2 separate regions of the Mus musculus genome follow, and region 1 is linked to region 2. Evidence: chromatin contacts called from public Hi-C data. All regions are on one chromosome and are shown on one strand. The core of a region is the stretch at or near the end of the contact, and the rest is flanking DNA. Distances in the headings are between cores, read along the strand shown. Region 1 holds the start of Frs3 (fibroblast growth factor receptor substrate 3). Region 2 holds the start of Dnph1 (2'-deoxynucleoside 5'-phosphate N-hydrolase 1).

Evidence for each region. A called contact is a pair of places that touch in the nucleus more often than the background predicts.
Region 1: a contact with region 2 is called in a Hi-C map of B cells, with 6 read pairs. The contact joins the promoter of Frs3 here to the promoter of Dnph1 in region 2. A contact is called at or near these places in 1 of 39 promoter capture datasets (liver), 1 of 484 Hi-C or Micro-C datasets (B cells) and 1 of 115 datasets of contacts at active chromatin or transcription factors (pancreatic cancer cells).

Annotation. Positions count from the first base shown.
Region 1 is chr17:47,692,264-47,697,096 of GRCm38.p6, reverse strand. Frs3 (fibroblast growth factor receptor substrate 3) reads right to left here and starts at 1,890. Exons shown (of 7, transcript NM_144939.2): 1 at 1,825-1,890. It overlaps Prickle4 (prickle planar cell polarity protein 4), which reads left to right and starts at 2,361. Exons shown (of 7, transcript NM_001290337.1): 1 at 2,361-2,586; 2 at 4,618-4,762. The coding sequence starts at 4,631.
Region 2 is chr17:46,495,307-46,500,255 of GRCm38.p6, reverse strand. It overlaps Dnph1 (2'-deoxynucleoside 5'-phosphate N-hydrolase 1), which reads right to left and starts at 3,467. Exons shown (of 4, transcript NM_207161.3): 1 at 3,284-3,467; 2 at 1,763-1,831; 3 at 1,503-1,613; 4 at 638-1,379. The coding sequence starts at 3,446. The coding sequence ends at 1,201.

The DNA of each region.
Region 1 (4,833 bases), core at 641-3,140, 1.2 Mb before region 2:
ACTGATTTGCTCTGGGTTCTAGTGAGTCAGAAAGACCAATGAGCAAAGCAAGATTCTGAATGAAAAGAACACAAATTCTCAGCCCTGAAAGGGACTTCTCAGGACCAAAGACAGTGTGAGGTGCCCAGTACCTTCAGCTCATAGCCCTCACTGGAGGCCCCTCTGAATCCTCCCAGAATATCGCCTAGCAGGGAGGTGGTGGCCCATGACTTGAATCCCAACACTCAGAGGGCAAAAGCAGGAGATGTCTGAATTCAAGGCCAGCCTGGTCCACAGAGCCCAGGCTACACAGAAAAACCCCGTCACAACTTGCCCTCCAAAAAACAAAACGTCCCCAAACATAACAAAACCTCAAACCCAAGCACATACCCTGACCGTTGCAGGGGATTTTAACCCTATAAAAAGCTTGCTTTCTCAGAAGAACAGTATCACTGTGCTAGCTCAGCAAGAGTGCCAGCTTAGGACTCTGGAAACCAGCATTTTAGATTGCTTTGCTGCTATGATACCTGGGGTAGGGGGCTCATCATTCTCCCTCCACCATCTCTACTCCTGCCCCTAGGGTTTGGTTTTGTTTTGTTTGTTTGTTTTTGAGGAAACATCTGTCAACTATGGGAGTTCTAGTTGAGGTAGTTTCTAGACGTAGATACAGGGCTGGAGAGATGGCTCTGCACTTAAGAGCACTGGCTGCTCTTCCAGAGGTCCTGAGTTCAATTCCCAGCAACCACATGGTGGCTCACAACCATCTGTAATGGGCATTCAATGCCGTCTTCTGGTGTGTCTGAAGACAGCGACAGTATACCCAAATACATGAAATAAATAAATAAATCTTAAAAAAAAAAGAAGTAGCTATAAAGCATTTCACATTTGAATGCTGGACAGACTTTCTGACCCTAGTGTCAGAAAGGTCCAACTATAATAAGAGGCAAAATTTCAGATTAGCTGAGACCTAGGTAGATGAATCCACAAAACAGGACTCTGAAGAAAACCCTTGAAATCCCACCTTCCTGTTCCAGGAAAACAGTACTTCCCAGGGTCCCCCGAGTCCTGCATCCTTCCACACCTCTTAGGTGTGGAAAAAGAAGCCCACTCTTGGTTTGGCTTATTCTTTGGAAGGAGGAAGCAGGCTGAAGGAAATGTGCGCAGGCTAAAGGTAGACACTGGAAAAAACATGGGGGTTTAAACTATCAACAGGGAGTTGGGAAGGGGTGTGAAGTCAAGAGCTACTGGATGCAAGATGGGAGAGGGATTGCATCTTTCCGACACCCCTCTTTTTCTTTGCGATATCAAACACATTATCAGATGACCCATCGAAAGGGGATTATACTGGGTGGGATGGGGAGGCTGTCTGAAGTAGGTAGGGTTGGGTACAGGCACTAGATGGAGGTATGAGATCTGAAAATGTATACGAAGCCTTGGGAGAAGATGGGCTGCAAAAAGCATGCAAAGGCTGAGGAATTTCAGGGTTGCAGAAGCCTTTGGGCCATTGAGCAGAGAACGATGTGACTGTGGGCGGTTCAGAGGGTTGGGAGCGTAAGTGAGGGGGTTCTGCGGGATCCCGAAGACCCGAAGGTGTAACTAGGGGGAGAAGAGGGTGGGGTCTGGGGAGCGAAAAGCAGAACTGGTAACCGGAGGTTTTCTAGATACCCAGACGGAACGCGGAGGTCGCGGCCGCGCTCCCAGCCTGGATCCCCGCCCCCCCAGCTCCCGGGTCCGCCGCTAGCCCGCCCGCTTGGAGCTTTCTAGGGTAGAAGCCGAGACTGCGGTGCGGCACGACCCGGCCTCGGTAGAGCCGCCTGGTCCCCGCCCCGACGCGCCCCGACTCACATCGCCCCGCGGCCCAGGCGGCGCCGGGCCCCGCTCCCGGGTCCCGCTGCAGCAGCCGCCGCCGCCCGCCCGCAGCTAAGGCCTCCCAGCCCCGCCCCGCCCCGCGCCCGCGGGGTCGGAGGTCGCTGGCTGCACCAACGAGACGCTGCGGGCGGACCGACCCGAGCCGGGGCAACCGGCACGCAGCCTAGAAGGTCCCTTTGGAGGACTTTGCTGCAGTCGGGGACAGAGAGCATGCGCAGACGCCAGAGGGCGCTCGGGGCCCGCGACTAGGACTCCTGAGGGGCGTGGCCTGTCTGGAGAAGGGGGCGCGGCGGGGCGGGACGGGGACAGAGGTAGGGGCAATCTCTCAAGCAGAAGAGAGTCACCATAGCAAAGCGGATCAGAGAAGACTGGTCAAGACTCGGAATCCAGGAGGGGAAGTGGCGAGGGATCTCTGGGGACAAAGGGGAGGGCAGTAAAGGCCCAGAGGGGGCGGGGCTTAAGCCGGGGGGCGGGCCGGGCCGGGAGAGTCCGGACAGTTCGCAGCTTGGCGTCCGTGCATCGCGTAGCCAAGTCCACCGGTGCCTGTGCCCTTCTTGCCCTGAGACCCACAAGCGCTTTCCTCGGTCTGAAGCACCCGCCTTGTCAGGGCCACTTGGGGGCGCGGCCGACGGCAGATCTCTCCTGTGCTGCGCTGGTGCTTAGCCACGCAGAGACCCTTTCGGATTCTTGATTCCCACTCCTAAACCAGCAGCTAGACAGGGACCCCAAGCGAACTCGGTAAGCACGTATTGAGCCTCCCTCCGCCTCGCAGATGGACCGGCCAAGTTCTAGGAAAATTTGGGGGCTATACCTAGAGGCCACTTGGTGAAAGCGCACACCCCCCCCCCACACTCCTTTTCCACTGGGTGTCAGGAACACTTTCCCATGTCTACTGCTCTCTAGTGCCTCTCAGGCTCATTCTTCCAAGGACCGGTGTTGTTTGGGGAAGGTCGACCCCTGGAACCTAGTTGCATCTGGGAGAGGGCGGTGGGAAGCCAGTGTTCGGCCTGCTCTTACCTGAGAGGAGAGAGGAAGGGAACTATGGAAGGAAACCAGAATGTTAGTAAGATGGGGTCTAATGGTAGCGGGAGGTGAATTAGGTTGTCCTTGGGTGGGGGACAGCAAGGGTGTTGGGTAGAGGTCTGTTTTCTGATAGTTATTTCTGTGTTGGACAGTTCCACGCAAACTAGAACTGATCCTGAAGAGGGTACAAGTCCTCTTCTAGGGCCCCAGAACCTATCCCCCCTACACACACACACACACACACACACACCCTGACTTGTTGCATGGAGCTGAACCGGTGCTAAGGGGTGTGGCTGTTCCTAGCCCTGAGTGTGGACAGTCCATTCTGGCCACCTTCCACAGGAAACCTGACCTGAGGGACAGAACGGGAAGGAAGCAGGTGGGTGGGAAGCGGGGGAATAGGGAAGGGTGGTACTGGGTATAGGAAGGGGGACTGAGGGAGCGCTTGGAGTTGGGTGGTACTCAGATGGTTATAAACCGAGCCTGCTGCCCATCCCCAAAGCTCAGTGATTTACTGGCCGTCCTCCTGAGCCCAGCTGCTGTCAGACTCCATCCTAGTTCTAGAATAATCTCAGACACTGAATAAACATACAAGTTTGCTGTGGCTATCCCCACCGGACACAACCCAGTCCTTCACCTAGAATTCCCGTCCAGGACCCCAGTTCTTCTCCCTGGCTACTCTGTTTCTTATTATTCACTGGTCCCAGCCTGCAGACCTCACTGAGGGCAGGGCTCATCTTTTCTCCACTTTAGCTAGTTCCACTCAAGGACGCTGTGATCCCATCTGGACTGTGGCTAAACCGGTGCACTGGGCCTGTTCATTAATTGCTGCTGCAAAGCTGGCTGTGGTGGTGCCTGCCTTGGATCTCAGCACTTTGGAGGTGGAGGCAGGAGGATCAGGGGTTCAAGGCCAGCCTTGGCTCTGAAACCCTGTCTCAAAAAAAAAAAAAAAAAAAAGGCTCAGTGGTTAAGAGCAGTGAGTGCTCTCTGAGTTCAGTTCCCAGCAATCACACAGTGGCTCACAACCATCTGCAATGGGATCTGGTGCCCTCCTCTGGTGTGTCTGATGACAGCTTCAGTGTACTCATAAGCTGCTATAAAAACAGATGGCTATCTTTGGAAGTTGGCTTACCTGGTTTGTGAGAGGCTATGGGTCCCTCAAGGCATTTCGACTAGACGAGGAAACACTGAGTGCTAACTTGGGGCCATGGACTGTGCTCCACTTGAGAAGTCAGGGAAGGGATCACTGGTACAGGCCAGAGAAACTCAGGAGGATTCCTGCTGAGGAGGCCTTTAGCCAGGCCCCGGAATGCCGTAGCTGGAAATGTGCAGGTTTGAATGTGGCTTGGTGAGGAGGGAAGGGTGCACTGAGGAACCAGGGAAGACTGAAGTGAGTAGGAGAAGTCCAACCTGCCCAGAGGCTCATGGGAAAGCAAAATTGGTTTTTTTCCACTGTTGCTTCCTCTTCTAGTCCATCCCAGGTTTGTAAGACCCAAGAATTTGAACTCCACCAACCCAGAAGCTAAACCATCCGGCTTTGCCATTTCTCAGCTCTTTGGCCTTGGGTATATCTGAGCCCCAGTCTGGCCATCTGTAAAATGGGAACAAGGCTACCTAAGTCACCCTGCTGTTGGCAAGGCTGTGAAATGGTGTTTGCAAAGCACTTTGGCTCACCTGGCATACTGCGAAAGCTTACTGAATGGGGTGTTCTTACCGAATGGGGTGTCCTTATTTTGTTTCTTTCAGGTGACTATCACCAATGTCAGTTCAGAATTCTGACTGGTCCCTCCAACAGGACAATCCTATCTTCAGGGAGCCAGATCCACCAGTCTACACAGACAGTGACTCAGGCCGCCGGCCAGTGGAGGACTATGAGGATACCTCTGCTCAGGTTGTAGGAGTCCCACTCTTTCTGAGACTGCCATGGTCTCATCCTCTGGCCCCCATTTCCCTCCTGCCGAC
Region 2 (4,949 bases), core at 2,218-4,717:
CACCCAATACCTGGCCTCCTCCCATCCCCAAGTGCTCCCCTGTTCCCCGGGGGCCCGAGGACATGACAAGGTGCCTTTCTCCTGGGGACCTTCCTTAGTAGGGCCCTTCTCTTTTCTACAATGAAACAGGGTGGAAAAGCCAGGGCTGGTTCTAGCACTGCCAATATAAACAAGTTTTTTTGACTTTATTTTTGAGATGGGGGGGGGGTCTTCTCTACATAGGTCTGACTGTCCTGGAACTCACTATATGTAGACCACAGTGACCCTGAACTCAGAAATCCCCCTGCCTATGTGTGGTGGTTTGAATATGCTGGGCCCAGGGAATCGCACTATTAGGAGGCCTTGTTGGAGTAGGTGTGTCACCGTGGGGTGGGCTTTGAGACCCTCCTCCTAGCTGCCTGAAAACAGTCTGCTCCTGGCTTCCTTTCCATGAAGATGTAGAACTCTCAGCAACAAAGTCTTCCATATTCCTACTAGGATAGCCCATCAAACTTTGCTTTCCAAAGTCCCAACATCTACATCCTTCGAAACAGAAGCATGGACAGATCTATCACAGTGATGCCCCAGTCCCTGGTACCAACTTCTGTCTTAGGGTTTTACTGCTGGGAACAGACACCGTGACCAAGGCAACTCTTCTAAGGACAACATTTAATTAGGGCTGGCTTACAGGTTCAGAGGTTCAGTCTATTATCATCAAGGAAGGAGCATGGCAGCGTCCAAGCAGGCATGGTGCAAGAGGAGCTGAGAGTTCTACATCTTCAAAAGGAAACCAGCAGTCTGTTTTCAGGCAGCTAGGTGGAGGGTCTCAAAGCCCACCCCCACAGTGACACACTTCCAACGGGGTCACACCTAATAGTGCCACTCCCCAGGTCAAGCATATTCAAACCACCACACTGTGCCTCCTGAGACGCCACCATACCCAACTAAACGAACCTTTTCTTACTACTGAGGCAGAAGCAGGAAGGAGTCCAGAGAAACATCAGGGGTCAGCATTGGATAAAGTTGGACCAGGGCCAAAGAGAAGGTTCAGCAGCTAAGAGCACTTGTTGTGGGTTTAGTTCCCAGCACCCACATGGAGGCCCACAGTCATCTCTACCACCAGTTCCAGAGAATGTGGTACCCTCTTCTGACCTCTGGGCACAAGGTATGAATGTGGTTACATACATACATGTAGTTAAACATGTGTTAAAAAAATAAATCTTAAATTTTTTCTAATACAGTAGGGTTAAGACAGGCACTTGGGTTACTGGAGGAAGCCGTCCCCTGAGGAAGATAAGCCTCAAAGTACCGATGGAGCATGGTCTCCACTTCTTCCTCTGCGTAGTCCCACACCTGGAACCTCGAGCCATCGGCTGCTCCCCGGATCATGGCGGAAAGCACTGGGGAGGGGGGAAATGTGAAACTGACTTCCTTCCATACTCCCCACTCTGCTCCCTGCCCCAGCCCACTGGGAAAGGAAGAAAGCCAGGAAGGAGTAAGCCACTCCACGCTGGAATACTCACCTCGGCCAGACTGTGGTCGGAACAGGCACAGGATCGGCTTACCAAGAGCTACTGCCCGGCCCAATTCGTAGCCAACACCCAGGGATGGCTGTGTCACTTCTGCCACGACCACTGCAGAGAGAGAAAAATAAGACTTACTACCTGGGATTTTTAAGAACGGGGTGACGGTGTATCTGTGGTGGGGATAGTAGAGTCAGGGATAGCCCAGGAATCGACATCACCAAGGAGCCCTCATGCAGAAGGGAGGACTACTCACTCACCATCGGCCTGCCGGAGCCAGGCCAGGTCCCGCTCATGGATGAACTGGTCGCCCCCAGCAGCCTCTTCCCCTGTGGTTGAGGGCAAGCTGGTCAGAGATGGTCCCTACCCCAACTCAGTACCTAGTAACTTCTATGTTCTCGCTGCTTCTCAAATCTACCCTGCTCAGAGAGGGGCAGAGAGAGGGAACCCTTGCCCCAGCACCTTCAAAAGCCAGTTCAGGAGAGGAGTCTGTTAAAGGGATGAAGAACAAAACAGCCACAAGAAAAATGCAATCCTGTTCACGGAGGCACGTGTGGGTGGGGCTGGGTGCGTGTGGGGAAAAGGTCTGACTCACCCGGAATCCAAGGGGCGTGTCTGGGGTCAGAGAGCCAGGATCACAGTTTCCAGTTTGAATCAACTCTGCTGTTTAGGACGGTAAGGCTCTGCAGGTGGCAGAGCAGAACCACACTGTCTAAAACTTCTTTTGTGAGCCTGAGGATCATGGCTCATAGCACTAATCCCAGCCCCGGGAGCAGAGGCTGGGGAAATCTGTGAGTTCCAACACAGCCTGGTCTACACTGTAAGTACCATGATGGCCAGGGATATGTAGAGAGACCCTGTCTCAAAAAACAAACTAACAAGTTGTGTGTAGCAGCAGGTGCCTGTAGTTCTAGCACTTGGGCGGTGAAGGCAGGAGGATGGCGAGTTCTAAGGCCATCCTTGGCTACAAGTCTGACGTCACTGTGCGTTTATGACAGCCTGTTTCCAAAATAAAGAAAAGAAAAAGAAAAAGCAAGAAAAGTGACTAGGGGAGAAAACCCAGATTCAAAGGTTTTCTCCAGGCTATCACACTCTGTAGACTGTTTTGTCTCATTTCTTTGAGACAGGGGTTAACTCTGTAGCCCAGGTTGGCCTGGAACTCATCCTACCCTCTGCCTCCAGAGTGCTGACATTGGCGCTGAAGGTGGAGAACTATCAACAAAACACACCATGCGCTAGCCAAGCATAAGCACAAACAGGTTCTTTCCAATCCCCTGGCATTTTTTGCCTACGATTGATTCTTTGTCTTTTAAAAGATTCTCCCAGAATTGCTTTAGAGTCCACAGCTTAGGAGTTTGTTCTTGCATGGGGCAAGGGAGATCTACTTAAAAGTTTTTGGAGCAGAAATACAAGAGTTCTAGGTACAACTTTCCTACTGGAGGAGTGCTTATCCAGACCAGCTTATCAAAGCCTTGCTAGCCCAAAGCTGGGTCTGGGCTGTCACTTGCTTCCAGTGTGCTGGACAGGGACACTTGACCTGCGCATGGAACGTACACATATAATCCAGGACCTTCCATAGCCAGCCGGTCCCCTAACCATTACGAGGTCCTAGTCTGCAGATCCCCTAGCCTCCGGTCTAGCCTGCGGGTCACATGAGCTGCGGGTTCCCCAGGTTGAATGTCTACTAGCCAGTGGGTCTCCTATCCGGCAAGTCCCTAGTCAGCCGGTCCCCTTAGCCTACAGGTCCCCAGCCTGCGAGTCTCCAGCCCGCGTCGCCTCACCACGCGGCTCCAACTCAGCATCAGCCACGTGCTCAGTGAGCACCTTCCCATAGCGCCGCAGCCGGGATACGATCCGCGAATACAGAGCTTGGTCTTCCCGCCCGCCGCGGATGCTCCCGCAGAAGTACACAGAGCATGGAACCAGCTCCCCGGATGCCGCCATCGCCGCGCGCGGGCAACCGCTGCCGCCGCTACCACGTGACCTGGGAAAGCGACTCCCAGAGGTAAGGGGACCTTCTTCAAGCTCGCTCTCTTCCCGGATAGGCTCTTCCCGAGCCAACCCGCTCATTAGTTCTGACTCCTCCCCGTGACCTGCCCCTCCCCAGCTCCTAGCTATTCAAGTAGTTCTGTACGGATCTCAGTGCTCTCAAACTCTGTACGGGATCCATAGGCAACTGTGATTGGCTCTCATTAATCTTTCCAAAATTTAAAAAAGATTGTTAACTTATTTTAAAAATATTTTATTATTCATACATGTATGTAGTGTTTTAATCAAATCTAACCCAGTCTCTCTCTCCCCTCCAATCCATCTTCTATCCCCTACACCAACTTCATTTTTATTTATTATTTAAAATAATTATTATCTTTGATTATTTTATTATTTTATGTGTATAGGTGTTGTGATGGTTTGTTTATCCTTGGGCCAGGGAGTGGCACCATTTGGAGGTGTGGCCTTGTTCAAATAGGTGTGACCTGGTTGGAATAGGTGTGTCACTGTGGGTGTGGGCATAAGATCCTCACCCTAGTTGCCTGGAACTCAGTCTTCCACTAGCAGCCTTTGGATGAAGATGTAGAACTCTCAGCAATGCCTGTGCCATGCCTGCCTGGATACTGCCATGCTCTCACCTTGATGATAATGGACTGAACCTCTGAACCTGTAAGCCAGACCCAATTAAATGTTGTTTTTTATAAGACTTGCCTTGGTCATGGTGTCTGTGCACAGCAGTAAAAGCCTAACTAAGACAGGTGGTTTGCCTGAGTTTATATCTCTACATCATGTGCATGCCTGATGCCCCAAGAAGCCAAAAGAGCACAATGAGCTAACCTGAAACTGGAGTTACAGACACAGTGAGCCACCATGCAGGTGCTGACAATCCAACCTGGGTCCTCTGGAGAGTGGCCAGTGCTGTTAACCACTGAACCATCTCTACAGCTTCCCTCCCTACCCACTGAGCCCATTAGTGCTACCTATGTGTGCACCGGTGTGGAACCATCTACTGGAACAAGTACAGGCAGCCTCTCAGGGTCGTGCCTGCCTCACCAGCTGTTAGCTGTCAGCAACGCTTCAGCTATTGGCATGGGGCCCTTCTCCACACAGGGTAGGGTTTGGACCAGCCTGATCGTGCACGGGCAGTCATAGCTTCTATGAGTTATGTGTGTAACCCCACTGTCATGTCCAGAAACAATGTTTTCATGGCAGTCCCTCTGTCTTTCAACCCACTCTTCCATGGAGATGGCCCATTTACATTCAAACACTCTACAGTCTCCGAGAGACCCTATTAATCTGCAAAAAGAAGCTCTTCTGACGAGGGCTAAGGAATGCTCTAATTGATGGGTACAGAGATATGGAATCGGGCAAGACGGTTACACTTTCTAGAGCCTGACTCCCCACCATTTCCATGGCCACCGCTCTGGCCCTGCCCCTCCCCAGATCTCCCCATTCCAG